Linked DNA regions of Capsicum annuum: region 1 is linked to region 2. A link is a contact called in public Hi-C data. All regions are on one chromosome and are shown on one strand. Each heading gives the region's core, a stretch centred on a gene start, on an enhancer-like site or on the middle of the called end of the contact. The rest is flanking DNA. Distances are from core to core; before and after follow the strand shown.

Region 1 (7,486 bases), core at 4,476-6,975, 510 kb after region 2:
AGCCACAGAAGTTGGAGAAAAAAATGTGGAGGATTTGGGGAGAAGGTTTGGAGAAGTAAAGTCATGTTAGGATAGTGTAACAATTCAAGCTCAGTGGCCTCATTGATTAGAATTATACCCTTCATCTTGAGTTCATTTTCTTATTCCCAAGTTCTACATTTTCTGATTTTTGTACTGAAACTCATCAAATTTCTAAATTTTTCAAGCATTAGTTTTGTTTCACTTTTTTATAAGCCCTACTAGGTTCATCTTCAAACATTTTCTTCTTCTTGGGATCAGGTCCCTTAGAAATTCGATGCCTTTTAATAGGATTTCAAAAATTCACCTAGAAGGCTTTTATTTTCAGGCTTATTAAATTGTTTCATGGACCATCCAAACTTTATTTCACACTATCAAAGGGATAATGTATTTTCAGAGATGGAACTTTATTGGAGGGGTAGGTGAAGAAAGGATGTATCTTTGGATAATTGGGATAGTTGAGTTGGGCAGGGTGCATGGATTTACTGCAAAAATGGATTTGATTTCAATTTTTCCTAAAATAGGTTTTCTAACATAGGGAGAAAGGATGTGACCTTTTTTATCAGAATAAGAAGAGAAATATGCACATTCAAGATACTAACCTGAGAGCTGGGACCAGGTCCCTCTCTTTCTTTGAGTGATTTCTCAAATTTGTGCATACTTTATCCATTTTATTCCAAAATTGTTCCCATGGGTGTATACCTATAAAGGTATGATACTGAGTTAGAATAACAACTACATACTTTACCAAGAATACCAATCTCCTGGTCATAGACAATTTTGTGGAGAAATACTGATTCACATGGTAGGTTAGGTCATTTTGATTAGGCCTAACTTAAGCATGTTCTTCAAAAATTATTCCTTGTGAAGTGCCTTAGTAATGATATCAGCTATCTAATCCTCAGTCTTGCAAAACTTTATGCAGATTTCCCCTTTCTCAATATTGTCTCTTAGGAATTGTTGCCTCACATCAATATGCTTAGTCATCTTGTGTTGCACTGGATTCTTGAACATTTTTAGAGAACTTGTGTTGTCACACATTAGAGGGATAGTGTCTGAGACAATACCAAAATTTTTCAATTGTTGCTTGATCCATAACAGTTTTGCACAAAAAGAAGCAGCAACAATATATTTAGCCTCCGCAGTAGATAGAGCAAGTGATTTTTGTTTCTTAGATCCTTAGGAGATTAAGGATAAGCCAAGAAAATATGTCATTCCTGAAGTGCTTTTTCTATCTACCAAATTTCTAGCATAATCAGCATCCGCATAGCCCACCAAGTCAAAACTGTCTCCTAATGGATAATATAGGACCAGGTCCCCTGTCCCCTTCAGATTCCTGAGAATTCTTTTTGCATCTTTCAAATGGGAATCCTTTGGGCATGCTTGAAATCTGGCACACATTCCTACACTGAAAACAATGTCAGACCTACTTACAATGAGATATAGCAAGGATCCAATTATCCCTCTATACATTGTCTTATTCATTGAAGGACCCAAATCATTATTGTCCATTTTTTAGCTGGTTCCAATTAGAGTATGAATTATCTTGGCATCTCTCATGTTATACTTCTTCAGTAGCTCCTTGATGTACTTCTCTTGACAAATCATTGTCCCTCAAGGAGTTTGCTTAATCTGCAAGCCTAGGAAGAAGCTCAATTTCACCCATCATACTCATTTCAAATTCACTCCCCATTAGCATAGCAAATTCTTCACATAGTGATTCATAAGTAGCTTCAAATATTATTTCATCAACATATATCTGGACAATTAATAGGCTGCTACCTCCGGTCTTCAAGAATAGAGTATTATCTATTTTTCCTCTTTTAAAACCATTTTCAAGAGAAACTTTGAGAGTCTCTCATACAGGCCCTTGGTGCTTGCTTTAAACCATAAAGAGCTTTATCCAATTTAAGTACATGTTGGGGAAAATCTGCATCTTCAGAGCCTGGAGGTTGTTTGACATAGACTTCTTCTTTCAGGCTTCTATTCTGGAAGGTACTTTTGACATCTATTTAGAATAGTTTGAATCCTATATATGTAGAAAATGTAACAAGAACTCTGATTACCTCTATTCTTGCTACAAGGGCAAAGGTCTCATCATAATAAATCCCTTCTTCCTGATTATAAGCTTGAACAACCAGCCTTGTCTTATTTTTGTTGATAGTTCCATTTTCATCTTGCTTATTCTTCTACACCCAATAATTGTTCTGTCAATAAACCTGGGGAACAAATGCTAAACTTTGCTTCTTTCAAATTGATGAAGCTCTTCTTGCATTGCATTAATCCAATCAGCATCTTTCAGGGCCTCTTTTACATTCTTGGGCTCAATTTAGGATAAAAAGGTTGAAATACCATAGCATTCCTGGCTTGAGTTCTTGTTTGAACTTTAGTTTCCAGGGGTGTAGTCAGGTTCTCAAAGGGATAAGAGGATTTGTGCCTCCAATTTGGCCTTCTGAGATTGATACCACTGGACCAGGTCCCTGTGAATTCTAACTAGTGTTCTCTAGTGGTTCTTTTAGTAGAGCTAGAATTCGTGGCTGAGATCTTGGATCATCATCACTGTCATCACTCTCATCTGCATCATTAATTCCTTGATCATCATCTTCGATAATAACATCCCTTTAAACAAGAATAAGTTCTTCATCTTCTAAACTTTCACCATCTTCAGTGTTCATTTGACTTCCTGACTCATTAAAGTTCACATGAATACTTTTTTCAACACACAAATTTCTTTTATTGAACACTCTCTAAGACTTTGCAGTTGAGGAGTAGCCTACAAACACAAATTCATCACTCTTGGAATCAAATTTTCCCAATTCTCTCTTCCCATTATTTAGCACAAAACATTTGCATCCAAAAGGTCTGAAATAGTCTATCTTAGGCTTTCTATTGAATACCAGATCATATGGTGTTTTATTCAGAAGGGATTTAATCAAACACCTGTTAGTCACACAACAAGCAGTATTCACTGCTTCAGCCCAGAAACTCTTTGGAAGACCACTATCAATTAGCATAGTCCTAGCAATCTCTACAAGAGTCTGTTTTCCATTCAATAACTCCTGGAAATCTATTTTTCCATTCAATAACTCCATTTTATTATGGATTTCTAGGAGCAGAAAAGTTGTGACTTATTTCATGCTCAGCACAGAATTCATCAACTTGAGAATTCTCAAATTCAGTCCCATGTTCAGACCTAAATTCAACAATTTTGCAATTTAGCCTCACTTGGATTTTCTTAGAAAAAGCCACAAGAACCCCATATATTTCATCCTTGGTTCTTATAAACATTGTCCAGGTGAACTTGGAATAGTCATCTACAATAACCAGCACATATTTCTTCCCTCCTTTACTTTGGACTTTAATAGGTCCGCATAAATCCATTTGAAGTATTTCAAGAGGACTGGAAGTACTTACTTGCTTCTTTAATTTGAAGGAGGATCTGGTTTGTTTCCCTTTAACACAAGTATTATAGACTTTATTGTCTGGAAATTTCAGCTTTGGCAGGCCACGAACCAGGTCCCTTGAAATCAGTTTGTTTAACAAGGAGGAACTCACATGCCCTAATCTTTTGTGCCACAAATTAGCATCTTTACCTTGTGTACTTAAACAAGTTAATTCCCCATTAGCTACAGACTCCAGATCAGCTACATGCATGTTCTTGATCCTTTTGGCTTTGACAATAATCCTTCCAGATTTCATACTTGATATAGTGCATCTATCATATGAGAATTTTACCTCATTTCCTTTGTCACAGATTTGAGATACACTTAGAAGACTATACTTTTGCATATTCACATAATACACATCTTCTATTGTATGATGGGGTGATTTTCCAATCCTTCTAACACCTTGTATATAACCTTTTTTGCCATTTCCAAAAGACACACCTCCCCCTTGAAGTGCCTTAAGAGAGAGAAAACAATCAACCCTCTCAGTCAGGTGTCTAGAACAACCACTATCCATAAATCAGTTTTGGTTGTCATCCTCTTTTTCTACCACATTTCCTTCTCTATCTTCAGCAGTGGCCATTATAAGGCTACAGAATCCTGAGATTATTTTCTTCTCACCAGGTTTCAGAATTAAACCATCTCCATCCTCTTTGTCTTTCTCAGATTTATTTGAGGAGTCTTCCCATGTAGCCAGCACTTTCTTTATTATACAGCTAGTTGCGTCCTTTCTTATTGATTTTTTAGGATTTTGATCATTCTTTTGCATTTGGTAGTTTCTTATAAATGACTTAGAGCTACCATCTTTGTGACAGCCTTCAATCTTATCATTTCTTTTGCTAAGCTAACCACCCATTTTTATAGTTCTAATAATTTTTATTGTAAAAAGTGCAACATCACTGTCTTCTTCACCTAGGTCAGAGTCTAAAACTTTCAAGGTCAGAAATATCTCTCTTTTTGCTTCCTTTCTTTCCACCCCTAGTTCAGTTATAGTAGACATTATGACTAGAACACTTTAGGTATGAACCTTTTAAAGCGAACCAGCTCTGATACCAATTGTTGAAACCCTTGGAGGTTGCACCACAAAGTCAGGGACCAAGTCCCTCAAAGTCAATCGCAAGCAATAGAACAGTAAAGCAGCTATAAGGTGCTAGAAAATTAAGGCAGTGCAAAAAAATACCAACACAAAAAATTTAATGTGGAAACCCCCCTTGCTCAAGGAAGGAAAGAACTATGGCTTGCCCTCATAAGCACCTCCAAATCCACTATAATCGAACTCTTGATTAAAGCCTTCAATGAACCTAATCTAGGTTCCTTTCGCTTGTAATAACTCTACTACAAGCTTATCTTGGCAACTCTGTCAAGGACTCTCTTCACTGATTAACTCTAATCAATATCAAACTTAGGCAACTTTACCTAAGCACTCTCTACTCAAAGAAAAAAAGTTCATTACTCTTATAACATGAGTAATTCGCTTACAAATCAGAACTCACTCAAGAACAACTTCTATTTAAGCACACATAATTAGTTAAGAACTTGAGTAGTGTTGAAATGGGGTTTTTGCCACCTCTGTTCACTCTTTGTAATTGCCAAAAACCATTTGATGAAGCATCATTTTTTTCCTTTTATAGATGAGTGATGATTAGGGTTGAAATATTATTGGACCAGCTGTCCTAATCAGTACAAGCAGCACCTGCAAGTTTGTTACACAAGAGGACAAAATTGTGCAGTCACGCGTGCTAGCTGTACTGTACCATGAACATCCAGGGACCTAAGTCCTTGCAATTAGCTGCTCATCATCAAAACTACATATAGCACTAATCACCTCTTCTACTCATCCTGTTCTAATCCCAATTGTCGTCATTAACAGGTGACAATTGGATCAAAACTACATATAGCACTAATCACTTCTTCTACTTGTCCTGTTCTAACCCGAATCGTCGTCATCAACAGGTGACTATTGGAGCTTCAACGGCAGATTCTCTCTAGTAGTTTCCAATTCAGTTTCTCAAGTGTCTCAGCTAGTTTGTACTGAATTGAGCTATTAATAAAATTCCTCTTTTCGCAATTATGAATTCTTTTTCACTTTCGAAGAACATTACACCATTCGTCCACTACGGCTGATATGAAGTATTTTTATAGTGATCGAATTGTACAATACTTCTCAAGATGTTTGCGCGGATACTAGACTAACAATCACCAATGGAAATGGTCATCAGTTGCTTTAAAGTGCGTTTAGAAGCTATTTGCAAAAAGAAAAACCACAAACAATTACCAAACTCATACCCTCTTTCTCGGCAACTAAAGTGCGTTTAGAAGCTATTTGCAAAAAGAAAAACTACAAACAATTACCAAACTCATACCCTCTTTCTCGACCAAAATCCAAATAATATTACCAAACATAAAGCAAATCATATAAAGTATAAACAATGTTCGGATGCAAAACTTTCTAAAAATATCTCAGAGCCAATACTTCCCAAAACATCCAAGACTAATATATTAACCATGCTCTTAGGAATATTCAAGCTTCAATAAATAGATTTTCAGTTACTCCCACTTCCAGAGAGTACACAACTTCTTCTAAACTAATTTTACAAGAAGCTCACTAAACCTAATTATGACTATATTCCCAAAAATCACAAGGGCGAGCAAGGTGTGTGAAAGAATAAAACTAGATAAGATATTACACAGCTAATTCTACCTATTAGCTAAATGGTCTAGGTCAAAAAAGAAGTAACATCACTGTCAAGAGGGAAAATTTGAACCAACTGTTAGTTTTCTTGAGATAGCTTTGACCGTGGTTTCATACTTGCTCTCCGAGCTACATCCCATGCCTTTTGGGGGATCGAGACACCAGCCTGAGATGCAAAAAATGACTCGTAACCAGGTGAATCAAAGGCAAAACCAGTGTGTTTTGATTTCTGTCCGGGCAGTTGCCTAATTGCGTAACTCCTTGCTTCTTCGGGTGTAAGATTATTTCCAATCTGCAGTGACCCCATCCTGCTGTCAATCTCATGCCTGTGAATTTCCTGAACGATCTGATAATCATATGGGAAAACCCATCTTTGAACCCTGGAAAAAGCAACAAGTAATGTTAAACAAGACTATCAATTTTCAATAAGGTATAAAACAAAAAATTAACATATTAAAAGCAAGAGAACATAAGGGATTTGAAAGGGAAAATATGACTCATTTTTGGTTGTACCAAGCCTGCTCTGGACTCAACATTTCTGTGCCATTTCCTAGTCCCTAATTCCTAATACAAAAGATAAACCAAATCCTATAGAATGGAATTATAATGACAGCGTGAATGAGATGACATAGCAAAAGTGCATCCATGTGAACAATGTAACTCGTGCCTCACTCCTTAAATTATGATATATTCAGTGAGAAGTGAGAACAACAGAATGGATAGCTCATAAAAAACATCTATCCACAAAATTCTTCGTGGTTCCCTTCATAGGATGAAACCGTCACGATTAACAGAATACATTGATGGAACAATTCTTGGGGCATAGCAAGGTATTCTAACAGTATGCTATATCTCAAGAATTTCTGTTTGGTTCCTTCCGTAGGATGAGACCACTGCAATCAGCAACACAAAGTGATGGCTAATTTTCAAGGCATAACATACTAAAACAAGAGATGAAAACAAAATATATAGCAGAGTCTGCTTACTAGTGATTACTTAGATTTTATATTGTGTTTTATATATTTTTCCTAGGTTTGAATGGTTTATTCGATGTTCTGTTTGTGGAAGTGGCTTAAGTTATGGGTTATTGTGATATAGGCACATTCAAGGGTCAAATGGAGATAAAGGAATGGTTTTAGGGTCAAGAGATGGAGTCAGAGGCAACTGAGAGGGACGGAAACTTACAGGAACAAGATGCAATAAGAGATGATCGAAACTAGACTTGGGAGCAATAATTTCAACAAAGTAACACATGAGCTTTTCTTTTTGAAATGGTAACATTTTTGTATGTAAGTCAACAGGACCTGTTATGGCCTAGGTTACAAGGAAT
Region 2 (6,698 bases), core at 597-3,096:
GAGCCGGAATTTATGTACCACATGCTGCAATCAAGGCCATTATCTTACTTCTAGAGAATTCAAACCACCAGTACATTTCAACTCCACAACACACAATTCATTATTTATCACTTCGAGGTTAAGCAATGAACAATGAACAACTTAAACTAAAGCTTGTCACTTTTCATCAAACAAGAATTTTTCATGTAATTTGCTAAAATAAAAAATCCAAGACTATAATAACTATACCCATTAATGAATGGACAATCCCAGGTCACCCACTTCCTAAAAAATAAATGAACAGCCCTGATGTTGCAGCTTTGAGGCGCCCTTAAATTCTACTAAACCACTTGCATGACTATTAGGCTCAAATATCGGTGTTCAGCATAAAAGTTGCTGTTCACAATCGAATATACAATGCTACAAGATCTATACCTCCCTTCATATTAGTGGGCATTCTCATTAGTACTTGTTACCACACATCCCTTCTTTATCGCCATATCCGATGACAGTATAAGAACTACACCTCAACCCCAAATTATCAGTTATATGAATCCTCAATATCCATTCTGCTCTATTTGGACTTCCATTCAAATACTTTTTCGTATTCTAATATCAATTATGACTTCTCTATCAACAGAAGGTTCTCTAGTTTTCCACGGACATACTAAACATGAAACGAACTCATTAGGGAGGCTATGACACGATTAGCAACTGCAATTTAATAATACTAGACAACAATAACAACATACCCAGTGTAATCCCATCCCACAAAGTGGGAATCAGGGGAGGGTAGTGTGTACACAAACCTTACCCCCTAGCTTGAGAGGTAGAGAGACTATTTCCGATATACCCTCGGCTCATGAAAATAATAGGACTGAAGAAACCAAGGTCATTTAACAAAATTAGACCACAAAAAGAATCACTTGTACTCCGTCTACCTCCTTTCCAAAATGCTTGTCACAATTTCCTTTTTAAGAGTCAAACAATACGAACTTTGACCAACATTTTAAAATATATTTTTCATCATAAGTACTTTCCATATGGATTTTGAATATCTACATTTTAATTTCAAAACATCAAATTAATCGAATTCAATTTAGCTTTAAAAATTGTCAAACTACTAACTCTCTCAGCGAAACGTGACAACTATTTTGGAAACAGTGGGAGAGTACAAATACAATTCACATCTAAACAATCCCAACCCCTAATAAACACAACAAACAACCAAAAGACCTCCGAACTCACCAACATAATCACCCATAAAGAGATAATTAGTATCAGGAGCATTGCCGCCAATCCGAAAAAGCTCAATCAGGTCATAAAACTGTCCATGTATATCACCGCATACTGTCACCGGACATTTAACCGGCTGAACATTCCATTCCTCAACAAGTATAGCCCTCGCTTGATCACATAGAATTTTCACATCCCCTTCCGTTAACGGCTTACACTCCATCAATTGTTCGATCTGCCGATCTAGATCTGCATGCGACGGCATTTTTTTCTTTTCTTCTTCAAGAACTTTCTAGAAATTTAACAGAAATTTCTAGAATTTTCTCCGGTCTGAAAACGCCGACCGATCAGAGAATAGAATCGACGAAGATCAAACGGTGAATATTCAGCTGATATCAATCAAACGGAATATATATAGCTAAAATGGAAAAATTAAACATAAAGAAAATCTTTAAAAAATACAAAAGTGTAGAAGCTTTAGGGTTTGAATCTTCAAATCATATGCTAATTCTGATATTCCTCTTCATTTTTCTCTCTTTCCTCCCCTCTTATCTTTCTCAGAAAATGCAAAACTAATTAAAATATAATTAATATCTGTATATATACACTAACTGACAATTCAATTGGCATTATTTTCAAAAATAAACAATATTTATTCGGTCATTAATTGTCACATTTTTCTTATACTGTTTTTTTTTTTATATTTTATTTTGCATTTGATGTTTGTTATTCGTATTGGAATCCAATTAATTCGAATTCACACCGAATATGGCTCCATTTAGGAAGTAGCGCTCCCTATCAAGGCTTTTTTAGGACTTGAATCTGAGACGTCTTATTAAAAGAGGAGGAGCATCATCCACTGCACCACATTCTTTGGTGGTTATACTAATTTTTTATAAGATCTAAATAGGACGTATGTTAGTGGATATATAATCAATATAATCAATAACTATTTATTTTTAAGATAATTAATTTAAAAATAAAATAAAAGATAATTACTTCTAATCTATAATCTATATCTATATCTATAATTTATATCTATCTATAATCTATATCTATATATATTCTATAATTTATATCTATAATATATTAAAAGTGCGAGTCTTTGTTTTAGATAAAATTGTCTTTTCATTATTTTTTTTAATATTTAAGAGTTGAAAATTAATTAAAGATAGTTATGGTAGAATCTTTCCTTATTGGAAGTAATCAGAATTAAAGATAACTAATACTTTTTCTATTAGTTTAAGAATTCTAAATAAACTAAATTTGATTTTAAGAAGATTTGGAAAATGTAGAAATAAATATAAAAGCATTAGAATAAGAAAAATTAGAAATACTAAATTTTAGAAAGTTTTAAGTATGCAATAACAATATAATCAAAGATTTGACTTTTAAAACGAGAAAAAAATTTAAATATAGAAAAATAATCATGCAATAAATATGGTTCAAATTAATGAATTTCTTTTAGCATCTGACAACAAGGGAAAGAGGTACTACATCACAAATACAAAAGTGATGATTCATCAACCACTTAAAACTTCTGGTGGTAAAATATATATGTGCTTATACTAAAATATATGTTTATATTTACATTATTATTATTATATTAAAATGTAAAGGATCTTTGAAAAGTGATTTAAATTTTTTATACTTCAGTAAAAATCTCCGAAATAGATAAAATTATTTAATTTTAAATAATCAAATATTATATACGTGAGGCACGTGCGATTACACTGCTAATAATAATATTAGGTATGACAACTAATTTAAGACGAAAAAAGTTTTCTTTAGAGTACTTTTATAACATTTCATAATCCATAGTAGTATTCTACTTTAAAAGTTAAAAAGTATTTTAAATTTTTTATATTATTTTATATATTCCTTATAGTAATTAAAAAGGTCTGAAATAAAAGACATCATCATAAAGAGCTTTGTTTTTGGATTAACAAGATAATATTATATTAACAGAAAAGGTATGAATGTACCCCTACACTTTAATAAATAGTACTAATACATCTTCTGTCATACTTTAGGTATAAATATATCTTTGTCATCACTCAAAAGGTATATATAAAGCCCTAAACTTTGATAAATGGTACAAATATATCCCTTATCATACTTTAGGTACAAATATACTCCTAAACTTTGATAAATTGTACAAATATATCTTCCGTCATACTTTAGATACAAATATACCCTTGTCGTTAATGAAAAGGTACATATATACCCTTCTCAACTAACGGTAGGACATGTGTCACAATCTTGTTTATTTGCCCTTATTTAATTTAATTTATTCTCACCCCACCCTAAAATAATTCTAATTTAACCTATAACCCGATCCAAATAATAACTCAAACTCGTCCGATCTAATAGAGCCTTCAAGGCGCATCTCTATTCACACATATTCATTCTCTCTTTCTCTTTCTATTAGATCGGATCGGGTTTGGATTATTATTTGGATCGAGTTATGGGTTAAATTAGAATTATTTTGGGGTGGAGTTAGGATAATTAAATTTTTTTTTTAAAAAAGACAAATGAACAGGATTATAATACGTGTCCTGTCGTTAATGAGAAGGGTATATATGTACCTTTTCATTAACGGCAAGAGTATATTTATACCTAAAGTATGACAGAGGGTATATCTGTACCATATATCAAAATTCAAGGGTATATATGTACCTTTTCATTAACGACAAGTGTATACTTGTACCTAAAGTATGACGGAGGGTATATTTGTACTATTTATCAAAGTTTAGAGGTATATATGTACCTTTTCATTAACGGCAATAATATATTTGTACCTAAAGTATAAAGGAGGGTATATCTATACCATTTACCAAAGTTTAGGGGTATATATTATCTTTTATATTAATAATATCACACAAGAGCAATGTTTGTAGCAGGTGTTAATGCACTTGAGGATCTAGAGATTTATTTACTATATAAAAGGAAGAATACATACCCCTGAACTTTTTGACTTTTTCGTATTAGCACCTTCATAAATTAGATCATGTACCTATTAAATTCTTTTATCATTCACAAAACGTGTCAATTAAGCACAAATTACACAATTTCAGATTAAATTTGGCGCCCGAAATTCACTTGCCATGACATGGAAATTATAACCAATGGTAAAATTACATGTCATAAAAAAAATCAAAAAAAAATTAAAAAAAAAGAAAAATAATTTTATTTCTTTACCTTCTTCTTCCTTCTACTCTTCCACCATTAAACTTTACTTTGAATTCTTTATTTTTCCACCAAAACAACACCCAACAACCATCAAAGGAAGAAAAGGAGTACCGATTCAACACAGACTCATATACAACAAGCAACAATAACAATTTTGTTTTAAAAAAAAATATTTTTTTTATCCTTTTTTTCCTCTAGTTTTTCACAATTAAAATTCACCTTTACTTTTAATTTTCTACCAAAATAACACCCAACAATCATTAGAGGAAGAAAATTTGGTGTTGCCCATAAAAGTTTACATATAATCGCATGGTTCCAAATTTGCAGGTTCAGAAGGTTTTGCGACTAAAATTTTAGTGGTGTTGCAGTGTTCATATTTGATTTTTCCTGCGAAAATTTCATTGGAAAATCCATTTCAACACAATTAACCACCCTCCAACACCACTAAACCACCACCGAAACACCGACATTGACCTCCAACTCATTTTTCGGAGAGCTGCCGATGAGACCAATTTAAAACCATCATCCACGTCATCGAAAAATAAGCATTTTTATCTATATCTACATGTTCCTTCGTCAATTTTCACTGACTAATATCAATTTTTGATGTTGAATTTTTCCACAAAAATTCAATTGTAATGTTGAGAATTTTGCCCTCTACTAATATGAATTTTAAAAAAAAAAAATACAGTAAATTATGGCTTCTCACTTTTCTTTAGGAGAGTGTATTACACTTGTCACGCCATATCAGTGTTATGTCAGCAATTGTGCTTAATTGACACGGTTTGTGAATGATAAAAGAGTTCAATAGGAACATGACCTAATTGAAGTGCCAATGCGAAAAAAATTAAAAAGTTCAAGGGTCTGTCTATGTATTCAGCTTGTATAAAAAGAGCCAGTTGGAACAACAAATGGCGATCTGGCAGTACTTATTTGTATTTCAAATTCAAATAAAATGTTAAGCTAAATATTTTTTTTAGTTAACTTACAACTAATGCTCGTCAATTACTTCAAAAAGTTTTTTCTTCTGAATTTATCTTTTTACATGTATTTTTAACTTATCATTCCATATTAATTGTTTTGCCTCTTTTTTTATATTATCCTTGATTAGTTTAATATTATATCACTTGTCATTATATAATATTAAACATATTTTATAATACCTTAATTTGATTTCCTCTCTCCCTCACTCCACCCCCCTCACGGCCACACACACACATCAACCTCTTTCTCTTTTGCGTTATATATAATGATGTTTAGTCGTTAGTTTTGATAAATAAGTATATGTTAATTGTATTTATTTTATTTTAAATTTTTTGTCAATAAATAATAATCCTAAAATATATAATGATTCATATTAATTTACTAATATATATAATGGAGAAAGTTCAATTATTGTAGGTTTCACATGAATTTATTATGTCCATTTTAGCCTAAATTAAAATTTTAAAGACCTTAGAAGATCTCACCCATTTTTGTAAATTAAATAATTATATTGACATTTAAAATTCTATACGAAAAGTAATGAGCCATAGAAAAGTGATAGTGACATCATAAAAGATCTATTTATTCAATTAAATTAAAAAGATTAACGATTTCTTTTATATTAAAAAAATAATAAGCGAGAACACCCAACTTTCTAAAATCTATTTTATCCGTAAGTGAAGTTTTAATACTCTTGTAAGATTTCACTAATTAAAGAAACATCTATTAAATTAATTTGCTAAATCACACTTTCAACTATTTAATTTAAACGTTATCTTTATTTATAAATTAACTTTATTAACGTAATCATACAATAATTTGTAACATCAAATATTTTTTATATCACTTAAATATTATATTTCTTAAAAATAAAAAGGTTAAGTCAATAAGTTTAATTGAGAAAAAGATAATGAAGGTAATTCAATATAAGACAACAATCATTTTAGGTTGTTAAAAACTTTTATTTGAAAAAAAGCAGTAAAATAAAAAGAAGAATAGTTTTAGTGCATGCATTTATTTGAAAATTAAAAGAAAGTCTTAAATATACTCTAAGAATACACACACATATACATACAAATAGCCACTTTTGCATTTTATATAGTATTTTTAATTGATTTTTTTTAAAATATAGATGCAAATTCAATTAAAATCAAGAAAGTTTGTGAAAAATGAAAGAAAAGTCTTGTGAAATAAAGTAGTCTATGAAAGAAAATAATATTAGAGATATAGTTGGTAAAGGGAGATATGTTAAGGCAGTTTCATCAGCAAAGCTATAGAGTTTGAGAATAACGTCACAATATTTTATT

Evidence for each region. Hi-C and Micro-C count contacts between places; a contact is called where the count stands out from the background.
Region 1: a contact with region 2 is called in a Hi-C map of leaf, with 2.9 times the contacts expected there. The contact joins the enhancer-like site here to the promoter of LOC107867406 in region 2. A contact is called at or near these places in 4 of 5 Hi-C or Micro-C datasets (bud, leaf and placenta).

Annotation. Positions count from the first base shown.
Region 1 is chr1:99,676,701-99,684,186 of UCD10Xv1.1, forward strand. LOC107867407 (phospholipid-transporting ATPase 3) reads right to left here. Exons shown (of 27, transcript XM_016713635.2): 27 at 5,938-6,536. The coding sequence ends at 6,236. Among protein-coding and RNA genes, the nearest start is that of LOC107867407, 73 kb to the right of the region's middle. Within about 2 kb of position 5,726, at least 4 of the 5 cell types and tissues checked have an H3K27ac peak or open chromatin away from gene starts, as enhancers often do. A contact at or near this core is called in bud and leaf, where this site is marked.
Region 2 is chr1:99,169,559-99,176,256 of UCD10Xv1.1, forward strand. It overlaps LOC107867406 (serine/threonine-protein phosphatase PP2A-2 catalytic subunit), which reads right to left and starts at 1,847. Exons shown (of 6, transcript XM_016713634.2): 1 at 1,228-1,847. The coding sequence starts at 1,480.